3 separate regions of the Neogale vison genome follow, and regions 2 and 3 are each linked to region 1. A link is a contact called in public Hi-C data. All regions are on one chromosome and are shown on one strand. The core of a region is the stretch at or near the end of the contact, and the rest is flanking DNA. Distances in the headings are between cores, read along the strand shown. Region 1 holds the start of MCM3 (DNA replication licensing factor MCM3). Region 2 holds the start of TRAM2 (translocating chain-associated membrane protein 2). Region 3 holds the start of TMEM14A (transmembrane protein 14A).

Region 1 (3,273 bases), core at 731-3,230:
CATTCACATTGACAATCAACCGGTATTGGTTGTCACTGATCAGCTCCCGAACTTTGCTCTGATAAATTCCCTGGTCTTCCTGCAAAATAACCACCACATATCACAAGAGGCACAAATTAAAAAATAAGACAATATTTAAACAGAGGCAGTTCTCACAGAAAGATCAATCCATCAATCTCTGCAGCAGAAGGGACCTCCCATTTCTCCACATTTTCACTCACTAGCCTGAGATTCCAAATACACCCCAAGAGGCAGTTGCAGGATGTATAATAATCTCAACGTCCATGTTATGATTTCTATTATCATCTGCAGCTTTTCTGTATGCAGTCATTTCTCAACTTTTAATGGAGAATTAAAACAAGGTCATAATAAGTCAAAAAGGGCAAATAAAAGCTTATCAAGGGGCACCTGGGTGACTCAGGGGGTTAAGCCTCTGCCTTCAGCTCAGGTCATGATCTCAGGGTCCTGGAATGGAGCCCCACATTGGGCTCTCTGCTCAGCAGGAAACCTGCTTCCCTCTCTCTCTCTCTGCCTGCCTCTCTGCCTACGAATGATCTCTGTCTGTCAAATTAAAAAAAAAAAAAAAACTTAAGAAAAAATTTTAAAAAAATTTTTAAAAGGCTTATCAAAATGTAAATTAGCAGATTAAAATGACTTTTCACTGAAGAATTACAGAGGGAATTAAAATATTCTATTCCCCCGATTAGCTGTATAATAGGGAAGAGAGTTCTCTAGCCAGACCTAAAGGAACAGGAAGCCTCCCTATTTGTTTACAGACCCAGCATTATCCACCCTTTTAAGAGCTTTACAATAGTCTATGGCTTCCAATCCTGGACAGCATACAAAGCCCCCTTTGCCAGCATAGCAAACACTTTTCTGCATCTCCTTTGGCAGTGAAATCCAATGCAGCCAAGTAAGGTAGTCTTTTCCGCCCTACCTGCAGGTCTTTAAGTTAGCGGATCCCTATCGTTCTGATGAAGTTCTAGAACCTAGGTGAGGTTCAGTGGGGTGAGGTCCAAAGCCGATGACCAAGAAAGAATTCTTGAGGCATTTTTGGTGCAAAATGGTGGTTTATTAAAGCACGGGGACAGGACCCGTGGGCGGAAAGAGCTGCTGCCCCGGGATTGTGAAGGGTGGCAGGTTCAATACCAAGGGGGTGGGGGAAGTAAGCAAAGGGAGGTTTTCAATAGAACTTTCATATGCTAGAGGACCTACAAGATGCCGAAGCCTTGCCACTGTCAAGGTCATTTTCCCCTCTAGCAAGGTATTAACATTAAGATAGGTGGGAGATTCCTAAAGAAAGTCACACAGGTCCCACTCAGGAGGGGGGTCGGAGAAGGTTGCTGGGTGTCAGCTTTTGCTTTGTCCCCAGCCAGCCTTCTGTCCCGCATCAGTTGGACAGCATTCCTCCCCCCCACACTCCCTTCAAACTGAGAGAGCCCGGAGTGATTTCCGAAAGGTCAAAGCGAGCTTTGCCATTTTGTGCGCACTTGAAAGAAACCCGCTGCCTTTCGCGAGACCCCGCCCCATCAGCACGCAGGAGAGTTTCAGGATTGCTCTCAAGGCTGCACCTACAGGACACGAGCTGCGGACTCCACGCCAGAAACGCTACGCGACCCTGGATGGAAGACTCCTGAGGGCGCCAGCCCCGCCGCAAGAGTCGGGAGGCCCGACGGACGTACCGGGAGTGCCCCGCCCCACCCCGGCCCGGCGTGGAGCAGCATCCGCCGTGGCCTCCCTCGGCCCGTCAGCGTCCCCAGGACCTTCAAGCGCCAGAGTCTCGCGCCCCCGCGCCTCCCTCACCTCGTCATCCAAGAAATCCAGGTAATCTCTCTGCGCCTCTCGCAGCTCTACGTCGTCCAGTACCACTGTCCCGGCCATGCTCGCCGCCAGGGAACCGCTTCCTCCAGAACCGCGCCGGCGGTCTTCCGATGACACCGCCCCGGCGCGAAAACTTCCGAACGTTTCCCGCCACCAAAAGCTAAGTCAGGAAGAGGAGGGGTTTTCCGGGACGATATTCACATTCTGATTGGCTGATTCCTCTTACGCGAGAAGACCGAATATCCAATCGAGAACTTGTTCCACTTCGGCTTTCCCGAGACGCACCTCGAGGTGGCGGGAAATATGACGCCCGGAGCCCTCAGTTTCTCCCCTCACTGACAGGAAAGCTGACCAATGGGGCCGAGAGGAGGCTCGCGGGGTCTGATCATTGGACAGGCGGGCAAGAGGAGGAGGACGCCCTGCATTCTGGGAGTCGTAGTCTTCCCCCTTTCCCCGGATGTTTTGTACGTTGTTTTTGTTTTTGTTTTTGTTTTTTCAAGCTGGCGTTCCTTGACCTACGCTAAAGAGACTGCCTGGCGGTTGTAATAAAAGTAGCCTAAACGTCAGCGAATGGGAGTTTTTACGCAGGGACATAAAAACATAATAGCAACCTGTTTTTTAAGTGTACTAAAATCAGGCGTGCTGGGTATGTTTCTCAAGCAAACTGCCCTCAAGTGGCATTCCGAGAAAAAAGTGAATTTTGAGAATCTGGGATGGAAATAGAATAATAGCATCTTTGGAAAAGTTTCTTTAGTCGAGCGACCCATTTGCTCTCTGAATACCATTGCCTGAAGTAACACGTAAAAATAGGCGGCGGAGGAGGGCGAAGTCAAAGAAACATTTTCAGTATTGTGTCCTGCCCCCTTGAGATGGCCTCGTGTTTTATTCTACAAAATTCAGCACATAATCACTACACCATCTTACTTGCAAATGGGTAAGTCTTTCCGTTTTAAAGGGAGATCACAAGATCTTTTAAATTAACTTAGTTTATTGAAAGATAATTAAACAGAAGAAGAAACAAAAAAGTGTTTCGGGCCACTCTATTAGTCATAATTAAGATGTAGCAAATCTCAAATCACAGATAACTAAAAGACCAATTGCTTGTTTGCAACCTTTGCAAAAAGGTGGGTTTTTTCGCTTGTTTTTAGTCTTTTCTGGGTTTTTTTTTTTTTAGTTTTGTTCTTGAGGTATAATTTATATACATTAAAATGCACAAATCCTAAGTGTACATCTCAATGAATTTTTATTATGTGTATACCCGTGTAACCACCCAGTGCAATCAAGAACAGTCCTATTGCCCCAGCATGTGTTTTTAATTTTACTGAATAGGACTAGACACCTGCGAATTCTATATCTGTAAGTTCAGCCAATTAATTTGTAATTAGTTTATGTTCGAAGATCCCCAGGACTCACTGTGCCCTAATAAGTATTCTAAGTATAACCTGCCTAAAC
Region 2 (2,968 bases), core at 356-2,855, 280 kb after region 1:
CCTGGCTTGACAGAGTCAGGGTGAATATACCATGAGAGCTATGGGGTGGGGGAAGGAAGGACGGAGGGACAGAAGTGGAGGAGCACTAGCAAAATCTGGACAGCAGACCCCAATCCTGGTCCCAAGTTTGTTTCCTACAGACCCCGAAGCCCAGCCAAGGGTGCATTCACACATCCAACCCTGACTAGCCACCATGAAAGTGTCCCCAGCCTGAGAACAGCTTCAGGGCTAAGTAGAACCCCTGTCCTCCTTAGAAGGGAGACAGGGAACTGAGAGAGAGAGGGCTCCTGAAGGAGAAATTAGCCACACTGGGAAGCCTCCAATTCCAAGGCTGTTTATAAATGGTTACAGCTTCCTAACCCATGCCCAAGAACACAGATAAGCAACACAAGCCAGCAGGGAGGACCAGGCACGCCTCAGAGGGGACATCATCCGTGAGAGTGAGGGGAGTGTCACTCACATAATCTCACTCTTGAGACAAGATATACCAGAGCAAGCCCAATACTCACTTTCCTCCAGTTCTTTCCACTTTGGATATCACATTTTTCTCCCTCTCCGGAGCAGAGAATCATTCCCTTGGATTCTGACCCCCAGGGGCCTTATTAAAACTCTGCTTGGTGAGGCCCACACCAGGGCACTGCTGTCCCGGTGAGGACCCATCCTCTCCAGCCCCTGTCCCCCATAGCTCTGAGAGAATCACCTTTCCCCTAAAAACAGAGACTATCCCTGTCCCTCTCCATGCCCCTGTAACAGGGGAGAAGTTCTGGGTCCACTATAGATGGATCTAAATGAACAGTCCACAGAGTAATAAAGGGTATATGAAACCTGGCCTCTTAGGCAAGGGCGAAAAAAGGGAGAAGGGGCAGGAGGATGGCAGAAGGGCACTGCTGGGATGGGGCCAGGACCACACGTGAACACCCTGAGCATATCCCAGACGTGAGGATGCATTAGAGCTGGAAAACCAGGTGAGACGTGGAAAAGAGTCAAGGTCCCTCCCACTGGAAAAGCCAGAGGGAGCTAGCTGGCGGCCACCGCCTGAGAGGGGGAATTGTGCAATGACCGCGGGTCTGGGAGTCTCCGGGCTTGACTCCAGGACACCAGAAAGGAAACCCCACTCGTCGGGCCAGGGTGGCAGCGCTGCGGTTTATTCAAGGCCAGGCTTAGGATCCAGGGCTGCAGAGAGCGCTGCAGGATAGGGTGGGTGCTCAAGGGGGCGGCAGAGCAGGGCACGGCTGGCAGGGCGCAGAGCTGAGGGGTGGCGTCCGGGCTGACCAGGAGGCCAAGGGGGCGCAGAGTGCACAAAGCCGGGGTGCGGAGAGCGTACATGGCAGCCAGGCGCCCCGGCTCTGACGGGGACCCGCGGGACCTGCAGGGCTACGCCGGGCGACGCACAAGAGGGGGCACCCCCTCCCCAGTTTCGCTCACCTCGAACATAAGCCCGATGAGGACGCAGAGCACCAAGCAGAAGCCGATGTCCGCATGGTTGTGGATGACGAACTCCTGGCTGAAGAGCGGGTAACTTTTCGTCCTCCTGCGGAAAGCCATGGCAGCGGGCGCGCAGCGGCCGGCGGGGCCCGCACCCTGCGCTCTCGAGCCGCCGCGCAAACTTCTCCAGCCCCGGCCCGGTCCGCCCGCCGGCCCGCTGCCCCGCTGCCCCGCTCGCCCTCCCGCCCGCCGGCCTAGCGCCCAACAACTTCTGGGGCCCGCCCCCTTCCTCCGCCCGCCCCCGCCCCCGCCGCCCGGAACCGCCCCCGGCCGCAGCCCCCTCCCCACCCGCGGCCCGCACTCCGCGCGCTGGCCTCGCTGCGGCCCCGCCCCCCGCGCGCTTAACCCTCTGGCTGCCGGGACGCGCAGGGGGCGGGGCCGGCGCGCGGGGCGGCGAGCGCGGCCCGGGTCCCTTAACCCGGGTCCTCTAGCCCGGCGACTGTCTCCCGGCCCGCCGCCGCAGCCGCCGCCGCGCCCCGCCGCATTCTCGCTGCTGTGGCCCGACCGCCTGCCGCGCCCAGGGAGCAGGCCGCGGGGGGCGCTGACGCCCAGCCTTGCCGGGACAGGAAGTGGGCCTGGGTTTCCCACTTCTCGGCGCTCGCTTCTTCCTCCGCGGGAAGGGAAGGGCCGGGGAGGCCGCGGCCGGGCGGAGCGGGGTGGGTCGTGTAGCCGGATGCTCCTTGCGGCGCCGAGAGCCGCGCAGGTTCGGTGGAGGGAGGAGGGCTGCCGGCGGGCCTTCCCGCTGGCCGCAGCGCCCGGCACGGATGCTCAATGAATCAAGTCAACCAAGTGTTTATTGAGAGCTGGCAGTGATCTAGGCACAGTTCGGATTGCTGGGAATAATGCAACAAACAAACAAACAAAAAAACCTGCCCCGGGGTGGCCTGTTTTCCAATGAGGGGAGTGGATGAATGGGTGCAGTTCTGCTAACTTCTGAGACATTTGTGCTACTATAAATTAGTTCTACACGTCTTACCCAAAGTCTGCCTCAAATATTAATTGCTCTGAAGAATAAACACGGAAGAAGAAAAAAAGAAGGCACTGTCTCATGTAAAGTTTCTATTTAATATTAAGTTTTAAAAGTACTCCTGGAAAGGACAAAATGTATTTTTAATAAATTAATTTATATAGGCAAATAATGGATTCATTCCTACCAGTAATGAAGGAGCCAACTAATCACTTTCTAGATGTGCAAAAATGCAAAATGAACAAAGAACTCTTTAATTCCTATTCTCTTTTTCATTAGGTCCACAGTTACTTCACTTGTAAGTAAATACGATTTCTTAAACATGGCACGTGTACAAAATGTGCTTGAGACAGGCCTTGACTTCCTAGATAAATTTGACATCTGAAGTTTCTTCACTTGTCAGTACTTAGCATACAACCTTTGGTCTTTAATTTGTATGACTTCAGGAAATGAAAAAGTAATGCCTATGTTCGACTAAACATTTAACTTCAAGGCTGACCTTTCTTCAGCTGGACC
Region 3 (2,895 bases), core at 308-2,807, 370 kb after region 1:
ACATGGATGGAGAAAAGAAATTTTTATCCTCACTAACCTCTAAAATCTAGCATTTGTTTCATAGGCCACAAACCACCACAGTATCAGTACCTGTGACTCTGTCATCACGAGCAGATGTTTGCATGTTTCAGATACCCGAAAATATTGTTTAGGTGCAGCACCGTTTGGGAATTACAGTATTATTATCCCCACTCTCAGATCCTGTAATATGATAAAGAAGCACATTTATTAGATCGCAGATATAAATTTTTAATAATTTCATAACTGTATTTCAATAAAATTGGTTTCCTTGGAAATCCTGTTTTTTATTGTTCTTGTGTTTTTCCAGATTGCCAAAGGCAGCTGATGGCTCATCATAGGGCCATCTGTCTCTGCTGGGATCATGAATAGACAGCTTGACAAATAGGTAGAGAGAAGTATGCTTGGTGGTACCCTCGCCTTGCGCTCTAACCTTATTATTAGCTGGCATATGAATTGAGAGGACAGTGACCTCTTTGCCTAAGAACGTTTGTGAACCCACATGTCCAAGAATATGGAATTTCCCATCATAGAAATTTATTCTTTTAAGTTTAGGTGAAAATGCCTTGAGTAGGAATATCATGGGACTGTTTCCAGCTTCCCATACCTCAGTGACAGGGTCAAAGGGATCTCTGAGCAGCATCTTATAAATCCAGGCACTGACGTCTGAAGTCAGGGGCAAGTTATTTAGTGGAGGTCCTATCAGGTAAAGATAAGGGAAGCATTCCAAGAGGGGTTTTACTTTTATTCTGGATAGGGCAAGTCCTGGAAGTCTGGAGAGAGGGTTGGGGGAGGCTAGGGTAAGGAGTCTGGTTAGAGTTATAGTATGTGGTTTGGAAGGCAAAACTGGCGTGAAATGAGCATTTGTTGCCAGGAGGAACAATTCCAAATCCACTGAATTCATTTCCGGGATCATCCATCCTGAGACTAGCCATGACTTAAAGTGCATTGCACGTCTGTCAGTCTCTACCTTTCCCTTCCCTTAATTAGGCCCAGCAAATCCTGGGCGTGGAGTATAAAACCGGGATCCTGAGCTCCCCTCCACCTCTGGAGCGGAGATATTTGAAGGGAGTGATATAATGTGTGTGATATAACGAAGGGAGCTCCGGCTTAGAAACCAAACTTGGGCTCTAACCTTTGTACCCCACTTAGGACCTGAGACCGTGGACAACTCAGTCACCCCATCTGTCTGAACCTTAGCTCCCGCACTGAAAATGGGGACAGTCGCTGGCAAGAATCTAAAAGGCCTGATTGCTGTCCTCTGAGTGGTGGACGAACCTCAAGGTTAAAACTCCGCCTTCTGGGATGCCAGCTACACCCAGACCTATTCTCTGCGGGGGCTTCCCCGTCCTACCGGGTCCGGCAGGAGGCAGCAGACCCCTGCACGGCTGTAGAGCCAGAGCGGAAAGCCGGGCAGAAAGAGCGAGCGGCGGAGGAACCGACTGGCCTCGGGTCCGCAGCCTGTGCCGGGCACGCCCGGCGGAGGAGAGGGCAAGCCGTGGCGCATGCGCGCCGCGGGACCGGCACCGCCCCGAACCAGCAGGCTCTGCCAGTGCGGGGAGGTAGCGCGCAGAATCAGGAGGTGCTGGCGGCGGGGACCGCTTCCGGACACCAGGTACGAGGCTGGCCCGAGGCTGGCTCCCGATTTTTCTCTTTTGAGCCGCGGGGAGGGCTCGAGGCTGCAGGTTAGCTGTATACCTCGCAGTCGAGAACTTCCTCCTCTGAATTTTCTTGTAAAGGCACAGATCTGAGCAAAGATGCTAATGACCTGGGGAGGATTTTGCAGGGGATGGCGGCTGCTTCTTCCAAGCAGCGCTTCTCTCCGTCTCCTGGGAATTCCCGGAATGTCTTCCTTCCGCGGCCCTGAATCTCCCACCTGTCCTCCTTCCGACCTTCCTGGAACTGGGGAGAGGCGGGGAAGGGATGGGGTTCTCTGACCATGGCAAAAACGCTTGGCAGTTTAACCTTGCTAGTACCACCCAGACTTCATTCGAAAATGGTCTTTCGAGCCCCCAAGGAGTGCAAAGGTAGGTAGTTTTTTATACAGTAGCTTACGGAAAATCTCTTAGTGGGTCCCCCAAATTTTGGAGGGCTAGGGACAAGGCAGGGCCCTATCACCTGGTTTCATACGCGGTGCAGTAAATCACTTTTGCTGCATTGCACCCAAGACGCTTTCTGGCCTCTCCAAGTACTGAGGTAGTGTTTTCAGTGAGAGCCTGTGAAGCAAGGCACCCATCAGCTCCTACTTCCATCACTTCCCTGTGTGGTTCTGGTCAAATGGTCCTGCCATGGACATGGAGCAAGAGGGATGTTTGCTTTTTGTCTGCAATTTCTCTCTGTATTCAGAAACTTCTTGCAAGGATTGGGAATAGGTGTATGTATTTTGCCTCCTTAGAATACTCAGCTCAGTAAGGAGATTAAGGGAACAGACCATTGCCTGGCAGTAGAGCTATACTGAGGGTTGACCAGTTACAGAATGTCTTCCTTCAGGCAAAAGTTGTTCCTTTGGTTCAGTCAGCAAGTATTTCTGCACACCCTGCCTTGTGCGTGGCGGTGAGCTTGGTGATGTGGGGAGGACAAAGGTGAACAGAACTTGAGCTTAGCCCCAGAGGAGGGGAGCTCAAAGTAAGTAACTCAATGCCAGGTAGAAGGGGTGGGGCCCTAGGAGAGGGTCAGAAGAAGACTGGGGGCTCAGAGGACAGAGAAGAATCGGCCTTTTACATGAGGTGGCCGGTTTAAGGAGAAAATTAGGTTCCCAAATTACTACCTGATGATGAGTGATCTCATAAGCTTCCGATCTGTGTGTAGAGGTGTTTTCCTCACTGTGTGTCAGGCATCTTAGACTATGTCTCAGATAGGTCCCACCATTCCTGGATT

The links. A called contact is a pair of places that touch in the nucleus more often than the background predicts.
Region 2: a contact with region 1 is called in a Hi-C map of fibroblasts, with 5 times the contacts expected there. The contact joins the promoter of TRAM2 here to the promoter of MCM3 in region 1. A contact is called at or near these places in 2 of 3 Hi-C or Micro-C datasets (fibroblasts and muscle).
Region 3: a contact with region 1 is called in a Hi-C map of fibroblasts, with 4 times the contacts expected there. The contact joins the promoter of TMEM14A here to the promoter of MCM3 in region 1. A contact is called at or near these places in 2 of 3 Hi-C or Micro-C datasets (fibroblasts and muscle).

The regions. Positions count from the first base shown.
Region 1 is chr1:98,409,275-98,412,547 of ASM_NN_V1, forward strand. It overlaps MCM3 (DNA replication licensing factor MCM3), which reads right to left and starts at 1,981. Exons shown (of 17, transcript XM_044252749.1): 1 at 1,804-1,981; 2 at 1-79. The coding sequence starts at 1,881. LOC122909107 (a long non-coding RNA gene) reads left to right here and starts at 2,125. Exons shown (of 3, transcript XR_006385082.1): 1 at 2,125-2,755.
Region 2 is chr1:98,688,511-98,691,478 of ASM_NN_V1, forward strand. TRAM2 (translocating chain-associated membrane protein 2) reads right to left here and starts at 1,606. Exons shown (of 11, transcript XM_044252850.1): 1 at 1,426-1,606. The coding sequence starts at 1,545.
Region 3 is chr1:98,780,836-98,783,730 of ASM_NN_V1, forward strand. TMEM14A (transmembrane protein 14A) reads left to right here and starts at 1,558. Exons shown (of 5, transcript XM_044252873.1): 1 at 1,558-1,633.